Linked DNA regions of Zea mays: all the other regions are linked to region 2. The links are chromatin contacts, called in public Hi-C maps. All regions are on one chromosome and are shown on one strand. The core of a region is the stretch at or near the end of the contact, and the rest is flanking DNA. Distances in the headings are between cores, read along the strand shown. Region 1 holds the start of LOC100383280. Region 2 holds the start of LOC103653981. Region 3 holds the start of LOC100384452 (AT-hook motif nuclear-localized protein 29).

Region 1 (3,030 bases), core at 278-2,777, 360 kb before region 2:
GAAACACTCCATAATAAAAGTAATGTGGTTTAAGGAATCCCCACTACCAACTTATGAAATAAAGAAGCTTGTGTTGCATAAGTATTGATGGGATATGTGCTATGTATGAAAATCCCATTAATGTATGATCAAGAAGGCATATGATGAACTACGTTAGAGTCTTGCATAATAAGGCGCAAGAGGATCTTGTAAATCTACATTTAAGCATTGCACCCATCATTGAAAGGATGGACTTGAAGCAATTATAAAAGACTTAAAAGTGTGGTTCTCAGGGGAAGAAATTTGCATACTCCTAAATTGAATTTTGAGCATGAAGTTCAAATACCTAATTATAGTCTTAAGATTAAATGAAGAAAAAGGTGATTTGTACTCTTTTCCCCTTAAGTGTGTTTTCAATAGAAGTTTCTCACGTAAGGTTTTTAATGAGACAAATCATGCAACACAGCAAGCGTGAGTCATGTACTCTTTCTCTAAATCTTTCCCACCGGGTTTTTATGGAGTTTTGGGACATGTGCATCTCGCGGCAAGAGGGCCAAGGGGAGTGTTAAGAAACCACTTTGGGCCCCGAAGGCCCATGTGGCCCATCTAGTCGAAACCCTAACTTTGCACTATATATAGAGGAGAACACTACCATTTGTTGTAACTAGGGAGCAGAATAGATAAATGAGAATAACAGTGTCCCATATATCTTTGTGTCTCATGTGTTTATGAGTTAAGGAGCCTTTAGACTACACTCGGTAGCAAAGGGTTCTTAACAGGAAGCTCAACCCCGGACGGGGAATTTGACGTTGCCACCTCTACTTTCATCCTCTTAAAGTTGTACGAAAATTACCCACTATGTCAATGGTTATATAACATATCACTTCGGTTCTTTCGCACGAAATATCAAGAGATGTTTTATGAAATATCAAGAGATGTTTTATGATAAATCTGGAACACTAAGGCTACAATTGTTCAAACAAAGCTCTCCCAAATATACCCTTAAATTTATAATTATACTATATTTAATATTTATATAATAAACAAACACTCCTCCCCGGTTCCCTCAGTCATGCGTTTAGCGCTCAGACGGCTCCCCAACACGTGTCATGGTCGCCGCAACTCACAGCTACAAACAACGCATCGTCATGACGGCAAAGGGCAAAAGCAAAACTGACAAGTCTGACCAAACCTGCCCGACAGTCGGGTCGCCGAGGGCCGAGGCGGCGGCGCGGGCCCCGTGCCCGGTCCCTGTCCGCTCGTTTGCCCGATTGCCCGTCACGCTGCCCCGCCCCTTCCGCCGCTGCGGCCTTGCGGGTTCCGTGCACATCAGTGATCAGTGCGAGAAACCCCCGCGGCCACTCCGCGTGACCGCGTCCGTCCGATCATCGTCAACGAACCGAGCACCCCCCGCAGGCCGCACAGCGTTGAGCGTTGGTCCCGCACGGCATGCTATGCTACGCGCCTACGCACCCTACCCTCCTGGCCTCCTGCACGACCAGGCACCAGCAGCACGCACGAGTCACGACACACAATCGTCGAGCGCACGCGCAGACGCGCTCCGCTTGACACCGCTGACGGTGGCCGGTTAAGCCCGAGCGGTGGTGGATGGACGTGCGCCGGCTCGGAGGCCGCATCGCGGCGGCGCTGAGGGCGCTCGCCGCGGGGGGCTCGCTGCCCATCCCGGCGTGGATCACCAACGGCCTGGCGATGATCTCGCTCGTGCTCTCCTCCTGCGACCTGCTCCGCCTCTGCAGCGACAGAGACCGACGTCTCCGGTTCCCGCTCGGTGGCCGCGAGTTCGTTACCGTGGTCTGCCAGCTGGCCTCCATCGTGTACCTCTTCAGCCCTTGCGGTACTGGTATCCCATCTGCGAACCCCGAGACCCCCGCCTGCCGCGACCAGGGCGGCTCCGCCGACCAAACGCGCGCCGCCGCCGCCGACGCGCCGGAGGCATTGCATGGCGGGGCGGAGGGCGAGGACGAGGAGATCGTCGCCGCTGTGGTGTCCGGGGCGCTGCCGTCGCACCACCTCGAGTCGCGCCTCGGAGACTGCCGCCGCGCTGCCAGGCTGCGGCGGGAGGCGCTACGGCGGATGACGGGGCGGGGCGTTGAGGGGCTCCCGCTCGACGGGATGGACTACCAGGCCATCCTGGGACAATGCTGCGAGATGCCCGTTGGGTACGTGCAGATGCCGGTCGGGGTCGCCGGGCCGCTGCTCCTGGATGGGAAACAGTACCATGTTCCCATGGCTACCACCGAGGGATGTCTCGTGGCCAGCGTCAACCGCGGCTGCAGAGCCATCGCTGCGTCTGGGGGCGCCTTCAGCGTGCTGCTCCGGGATGCAATGTCTCGTGCGCCTGTCGTCAAGTTGCCATCGATCAAGAGGGCTGCGGAGCTCAAGGCGTTCGTCGAGACACACACCAATTTCGAGACTCTGGCTGCTGTCTTCAATAGGTAGACATCCTTTTCCAATTGCCTACCTGAAGATTGCATGCTTACTTAAAATGGGATATGAGTCTACTTAGATGATAGTGCGGAGATACACTGATAGTAGTTAAAAATGCATTCCTTTGGTACATCTTTTAAGTTTCTCTTGTGCCGTTTGACTATTGTCATGATGTTGACGGCTAGAATGACATGGTATTTGTATTTTATAAGGTCAGGTGATTGACCACAAGCAAGTGTCCTTTTCTTATTTGGGTGATGGTGATAGGATGCACTATGCAGCTTATTAGCGTATTCCAAATTCAACATGCTCTAGTTGAGGCAACAACAATTACCTCACATTGTACTATCAGTAGCATTATGTACTTATGTTTCCTTATTTTCTGGGATTCATTATTGGTCATTTTGGAATTCGGATGATTACTGTTTATACTCTCTGAAAAGTCGTCCTTGAATTGTTCTTGTTCGTATTGCGTTTATCCAGCCACAGGATATTTACAAATGATACCAATTTATACTTCTGAAGTGTTGCCCTTGAATTGTCCTGTTGTGTTTGTTGAAACCACAGGGAATGTCAATGGCTTACTCATGGCATGTGGGCTTA
Region 2 (2,700 bases), core at 81-2,580:
ATAATGAAATACAAATAATAAGTTGTATAATTAAGTGACCTTACACTAAGTTATTCATCCACCACATATATAACGCTAGTAAAAACTATAATAGCAAGCAAGCAACACTCTCACTGACTACTGATACATTCACCTATTGGTAAAAATTATGAAGTAAATAAGGAATAACAAGTTTTTTGTTCGTTTATAAAATAAAATGACAATATACACTAGGTTTGGTCGGGTTTAAAAAACCCACGGGTTCACGAGTTTGGGTACTATAGGAACAAACCCGTACCCATAAACCCGCTGGGTACAGATTTATGTCCATTAACAAACCCATGGGTATGAAAATTAGCCCAAACCCGTACCCTAATGGGGTAAAAACCCATCGGGTTTCGGGTTTCGGGTACCCATTGCCATCTCTACTTGGATCATGTAACTCCCTTGAATTTTTTTTTTAAAAATCTGCAAATCGATATTAACACAAGACAGAGTTCTGGGACCAGCAGTAGATACAAAAACCAACATTACCCCCATTTAGCTGCTCCAAATACCATGTTTTCCCCTGTTAGGAAAATAACATATCTGAGAATCGGGATGTTCCTGTGTATTATCCTGTTCTATTTGGAAAAGCTGGCCACTTAAAGATCCAGTCTCAAGGTTGCAAACTAGCACCATTTTTTTTTCTGATGTAAGCTTTAGATGCCTGTTTTTGCCTTATCTTAGAACTGAGTTTAGAATTGTTTCTTAGTATAACTTTTTTTTATCGTGGATCTACTGATTTCAAGTGATTAAATAAATGATGGCACGAAACAGGGTCGTGAGCAAAGCTCCGTACAGCCCCGCCAAGTCGTTCGATGGCATGGAGTCAGCGGGAATGGAGATGACTGTGGACGGCAAGCAGGGTGCAAGGCCCAGTATCTTGAAAGGTTGGGGAGCCGCGAAGTCTGAAGTCTGAACGGTGAAAGCGTAGCCCCGCGGGAGCGTGGCGGTGTCTGGGAAGCGCCAGAAGCCGAGGTAGAGGGTGCAGAGGGAGGCAAGGTGGAGAACGTTGATGAGGCAATTGACTCCGTAGCAACGCACGGGCATACAACTAGTGTGAATGAAGAGAGAGAGAGCCAATGAGAGTCCCTCCGTCTGCTGGTGTTCACTTGTTTGCTCAAACAAGCTTCTGATCTGTGGTCCCAAATTCTGGCTCTGGCGTAGTCACCGTCTCATGGGGTTATGTTGTTAGGCGCGTCACTAGGAAGGCCACAGAGTTTCTGAGAACAGAGAACCTGATGTGGGGAATAGCTGAATAAGATACAGTTCAAAACGGAGGAGGGAGTGTCAATTTATAACGTGGATTCCAAACCGCCCCTTAACCCCTTTGTCCCCGGCGCACACCCCGTCTCCGCAGCACCACACCACCTCCTTCCCCTGCGGGCTGCGGCTCTGCTGCCTGCCACTCTTCTCTTCTCTTCTCCTCCGCTCCTGCAGAGTGCAGGCCAGCACATGACGACGGGGCCTTGGCGCTGGTGCCACGGCGTCCGCGCCACGGCCAGCCTGGCGCTGCTCCTGCTGCTCGCGTGCGTGTCCGGCCGCTCCGTCACGTGCGCGCGAGCGCAGTCCACGGCGTTCACCGGCAGGGAGACCACCAGCTTCTCCTTCCCCAAGTTCGACCAGAACCGGCTCCAGCTCTCCACCAACCTGACGTTCACCGGAAACTCCACCGTCAGCCAGGGGGCGCTGCAGGTCACCCCGGACAGCGGCAACAACTTCAGCACGTACCTCGCCAACCAGGCCGGCCGCGTCTTCTACTCCACGCCCTTCGTGCTCTGGGCCTCCAACGCGTCCAGCGCCGCCGCCGCCGGCCGCCGCGTCGCGTCCTTCTCCACGGTGTTCCAGTTCAACCTGTACCGCACCAACGCGTCCGTCAAGGGCGAGGGGCTGGCGTTCGTCGTCGCGTCCGCGATAGCCGACCCGCCGCCCGGCAGCCACGGCGGGTTCCTCGGCCTCACCAACGCGTCCACGGACGGGCTCGGCGCCAACGGGTTCGCCGCCGTGGAGCTGGACACGGTGAAGCAGCCCTACGACCCCGACGGCAACCACATCGGCCTCGACGTCAACGGCGTCCGCTCCTCCAGCGCCACCTGCCCGCTCGCGGCCCTGGGCATCGAGCTCGCGCCGGCCGACACCGGCGCCAGCGACGGCAGCAACTTCGTCTGGGTCGACTACGACGGCGCCGCGCGGCGCCTGCGGGCGTACATCTCGCCCAACGCCACCAAGCCGTCCGCCGCCGCGCTCGACGCGTCGCTGGACCTCTCCGCGGTCGTCGCCGCCAGGGACGCCTACTTCGGCTTCTCCGCGTCCACCGGCGCGGACGACTACCAGCTCAACTGCGTCAAGATGTGGAACATGACCGTAGAGGTGCTGCACGACGACGACGACAGGCTGCCGAAGAAGCTGTCCGGCTGGAAGCTCGGGCTGGCCGTCGGCGCGCCGTGCGCCGCCGCGCTGGCGGCGCTCGCGCTGCTCGCGGGCCTGTACCTGATGAAGAAGCGGAGGAAGGTCGGGGACGACCCGAGCTCCGTGTCCCACAGCGCCATCGACCTGAGGAGCATCCCGGGCGTGCCCAAGGAGTTCGACTACGAGGCGCTCAGGAAAGGCACCAACGGCTTCGACGACAAGATGAAGCTGGGGCAGGGCGGGTACGGCGTGGTGTACCGCGCCACCGTG
Region 3 (3,050 bases), core at 293-2,792, 330 kb before region 2:
AAAAACATTATTTGATAACACACAACAATTGACCAGTTGTTAACTGAAATTCTATGGGCTAGTGCATTTCGTCGAACATCTTGCGTGAATCAGTTGTTAACTCTGCTTTGGTCCTTTAGTGCTACAGGAGTACAGGACGCCAAGTGCCAAGTCGCCGCGCCGGTGCTAGCAGAGACTGCAGAGTAGTAGTAGCAGCCACGCGGGATGGCGGGAGAGCGGCCGACCGCCGACAGGCCGAGCCGCCGAGGCATAGAGCGCAGCACGAACGCAAAGAAAGAAGAAGGGGCAGGGGAGGGGGTTTACCTGTGGCCTATGGCCTATGGGGCAGTACGGCGGTGGCGCGGTGGGATGTGGGGACTCGGGCGGCGGTCGACGGATTCACGGAAGACCTCCTGAGTCCTGAGAGCTGCCTCCTGGATGAACAGTAAATGGGCCATGGGCCGTGGCGGCTGGACGGGCGGCTCAATGGCTGGACGGAAGACCTCCCGTGAGCTGCCTCCTAAGACTCCTGCTCCCTCTAATCCTATATGGTATTATGAATATTTTAAAATTTGAGGTGGGGCCATGGCCCACGTTGCCCCCATTGTAGATCCGCCTCTGCCCGTATTCGCCCAAAGGCAGGGGCGAATTTAGGGGAGAGTTATCGGGTCATCCGACCCCAATAAATTTATAAATCCTTTAGCAAAACACGTAAGTCGTGACCTCGGTACAAGCAAGACCCGATATATCGGGTTGGATCGAACGAGCACTAAAATATTTCGTCTAGGCCATGTTTTTTGCATGCTTCGAGCCGCCCATCAGCCACGGTCCACATGTACAACTATAGTCGTCCGCTGCCCTACTCACAAGTAGGTCTAGGCAAAAAGCCCTAAACTCAAAACCCGGAAACTCGAAACCGAAATAAATGAAACTCAAAATTTATTCGGGGTAGCAACATGCAAGACCCGAATTATTGCGGGTTATCCGAATTAACCGAATTTCATGTGTCATGTACTAATGTCATTCTATTATTTTACGTATCTATAATTATGTGTAAATGTGCATGACCTGTGATGGCAGATGGCCTATGTTTTTATGCCCGTCTATATCATTATTAAAACTGTATTTGTGTACTGATTAAAATTAAAAGTGTGCATGTGTTTTTATGAAGCTAAAACAATATTTCGGGTAGTTCGAGAATAACTGAACCTGAATCTAAAATTTCAGGTACCTGAAATTTTAGGTATTTCTAAAAACCGTTGTAAATTCAGGTATTGATTTAAAAAACCGAAATTTAAATTACCTGAACGCCCTCCTCTACTCGCGAGTGGCGCATAGTCGCCCGCCATCATTTCCGTCCAAACTAGTACTCCTACACGGCGTGTTGCTTTTTTCGCGCGGGCTTCTCGGCGTCGGCGTTGGGTTTTCATTGCTCCTGGCTGGCTGGCTGGCCCGCCACCGCCTGGCCTACACGTTCGTACGCCCCCCGCCCGGCCTTCCTGGGAGCTCCCTTCGCTGAGTAAAAACGGGAGAGAGTTGGTGGGTGGGATGGGATCGTTGGACCCGGACCGGACTACCGGGAGGCGGTACTAGATAGAGAGAGGGTCAGAGAGGGAAAGGCAGGGATCTTATCAGCATTCAGCAGCGCCATCCCCATCCCCGGCCGCCGTTCCCCTCTCGACCTGCCTTTAATTCGGGGACCGCGCCCGCCGCACGCTCTCCCGTCCCGTCCGTCTCTCCGACTCCCTCCGCGCGTCGGTACGGTGGCTCTGCTGATCCGCCCCGTGCCTGCCATATAGCTGCACCCGCCGCCACGTCTAGACCCTTCTTCTCGCTCCCTCACTAGCCCGTCCCTGCACCTATAAGCGGCCTCTCCTTGCCTGCCCCCTCTCGCTTGCTGCTTGCTGCCTTTCACGCGGAGTGAGGCAGCCGACGGGGTTGCTAAAGGTAGAACGAAGCTTCCGCAGCACAGCGTCGTCGTCGAGGAGATAAGGTACGTAGCTCGCTTCTGCCGGAGGTAAAGAACAAGCTAGACTAGCCAGCCAGTACTCCTCTTTGCCGGCCGGTTAGCGCGCATCTGCAATTCGATCATCACTAGATTCCTGCCAAGACAAGTCAAAAAGGTTTGGAGTATCGGAAAGGAGAAGATCTATCGTTTCCTGTTAAGCTGATCATGCCTTGTTTGTCGCTTCTCGGCTTTGCGCTTCTGATGCACTGTGGCATGCAAATTAAGCTGCCTTATAAGAGCCGAATGCTTCCCTGCCGTGTCCAGGTCCAGACAGAGGTCTCTAGCCGTGCAGCGGTGCTGTCGTTGGTGGCGGCCGGCGACTTGGAGCTGTCGAGGTAAGCAAGCTGGTGTGGCGGCGATTGGAGCTGTCGACTGGAGCGCGCCCGATCCACCAGAGACCGTGAAGCTGGCGGCCGGCAAGTGGTGGGAGCGGCCAGATGACACGGGCATGCCCGGAATGGACCCAGGCGGGGGCGGCAGCTCGCGCTACTTCCACCAGCTGCTGCGGCCGCAGCAGCAGCAGCCCTCGCCGCTGTCGCCCAATTCCCACGTCAAGATGGAGCACCACAGGATGTCTCCAGACAAGAGCCCCGTCGTCGGCGAGGCCGACGCTGGCGGGAGCGGGGCCGGCGGCGACCAGCCGTCCTCGTCGGCCATGGTCCCAGTCGAGGGTGGGGGCAGCGGAACGGGCACGCCCACGCGGCGGCCGCGCGGCCGCCCGGCGGGCTCCAAGAACAAGCCCAAGCCGCCCATCATCGTGACGCGCGACAGCCCCAACGCGCTGCACTCGCACGTGCTGGAGGTGGCGGCGGGCGCCGACGTCGTGGACTGCGTCGCGGAGTTCGCGCGGCGCCGGGGCCGCGGCGTGTGCGTGCTCAGCGGCGGGGGCGCCGTCGCCAACGTGGCGCTCAGGCAGCCCGGCGCGTCGCCCCCCGGGAGCATGGTGGCCACGCTGAGGGGCCGGCTGGAGATCCTCTCCCTCACCGGCACGGTGCTGCCGCCGCCCGCTCCCCCCGGCGCCAGCGGCCTCACGGTGTTCCTCTCCGGCGGGCAGGGCCAGGTC

Evidence for each region. A called contact is a pair of places that touch in the nucleus more often than the background predicts.
Region 1: a Hi-C map of bundle sheath shows a contact between it and region 2, with 5 times the contacts expected there. The contact joins the promoter of LOC100383280 here to the promoter of LOC103653981 in region 2. A contact is called at or near these places in 2 of 25 Hi-C or Micro-C datasets (bundle sheath and ear).
Region 3: a contact with region 2 is called in a Hi-C map of bundle sheath, with 5 times the contacts expected there. The contact joins the promoter of LOC100384452 here to the promoter of LOC103653981 in region 2. A contact is called at or near these places in 9 of 25 Hi-C or Micro-C datasets (bundle sheath, ear, endosperm and 3 more) and 1 of 3 datasets of contacts at active chromatin or transcription factors (leaf).

The regions. Positions count from the first base shown.
Region 1 is chr4:167,081,498-167,084,527 of Zm-B73-REFERENCE-NAM-5.0, reverse strand. LOC100383280 reads left to right here and starts at 1,527. Exons shown (of 4, transcript NM_001367237.1): 1 at 1,527-2,435. The coding sequence starts at 1,588.
Region 2 is chr4:166,722,954-166,725,653 of Zm-B73-REFERENCE-NAM-5.0, reverse strand. LOC103653981 reads left to right here and starts at 1,330. Exons shown (of 2, transcript NM_001369246.1): 1 at 1,330-2,700. The coding sequence starts at 1,477. It also overlaps the pseudogene LOC103653982.
Region 3 is chr4:167,050,968-167,054,017 of Zm-B73-REFERENCE-NAM-5.0, reverse strand. LOC100384452 (AT-hook motif nuclear-localized protein 29) reads left to right here and starts at 1,542. Exons shown (of 2, transcript NM_001322106.1): 1 at 1,542-1,972; 2 at 2,252-3,050. The coding sequence starts at 2,436.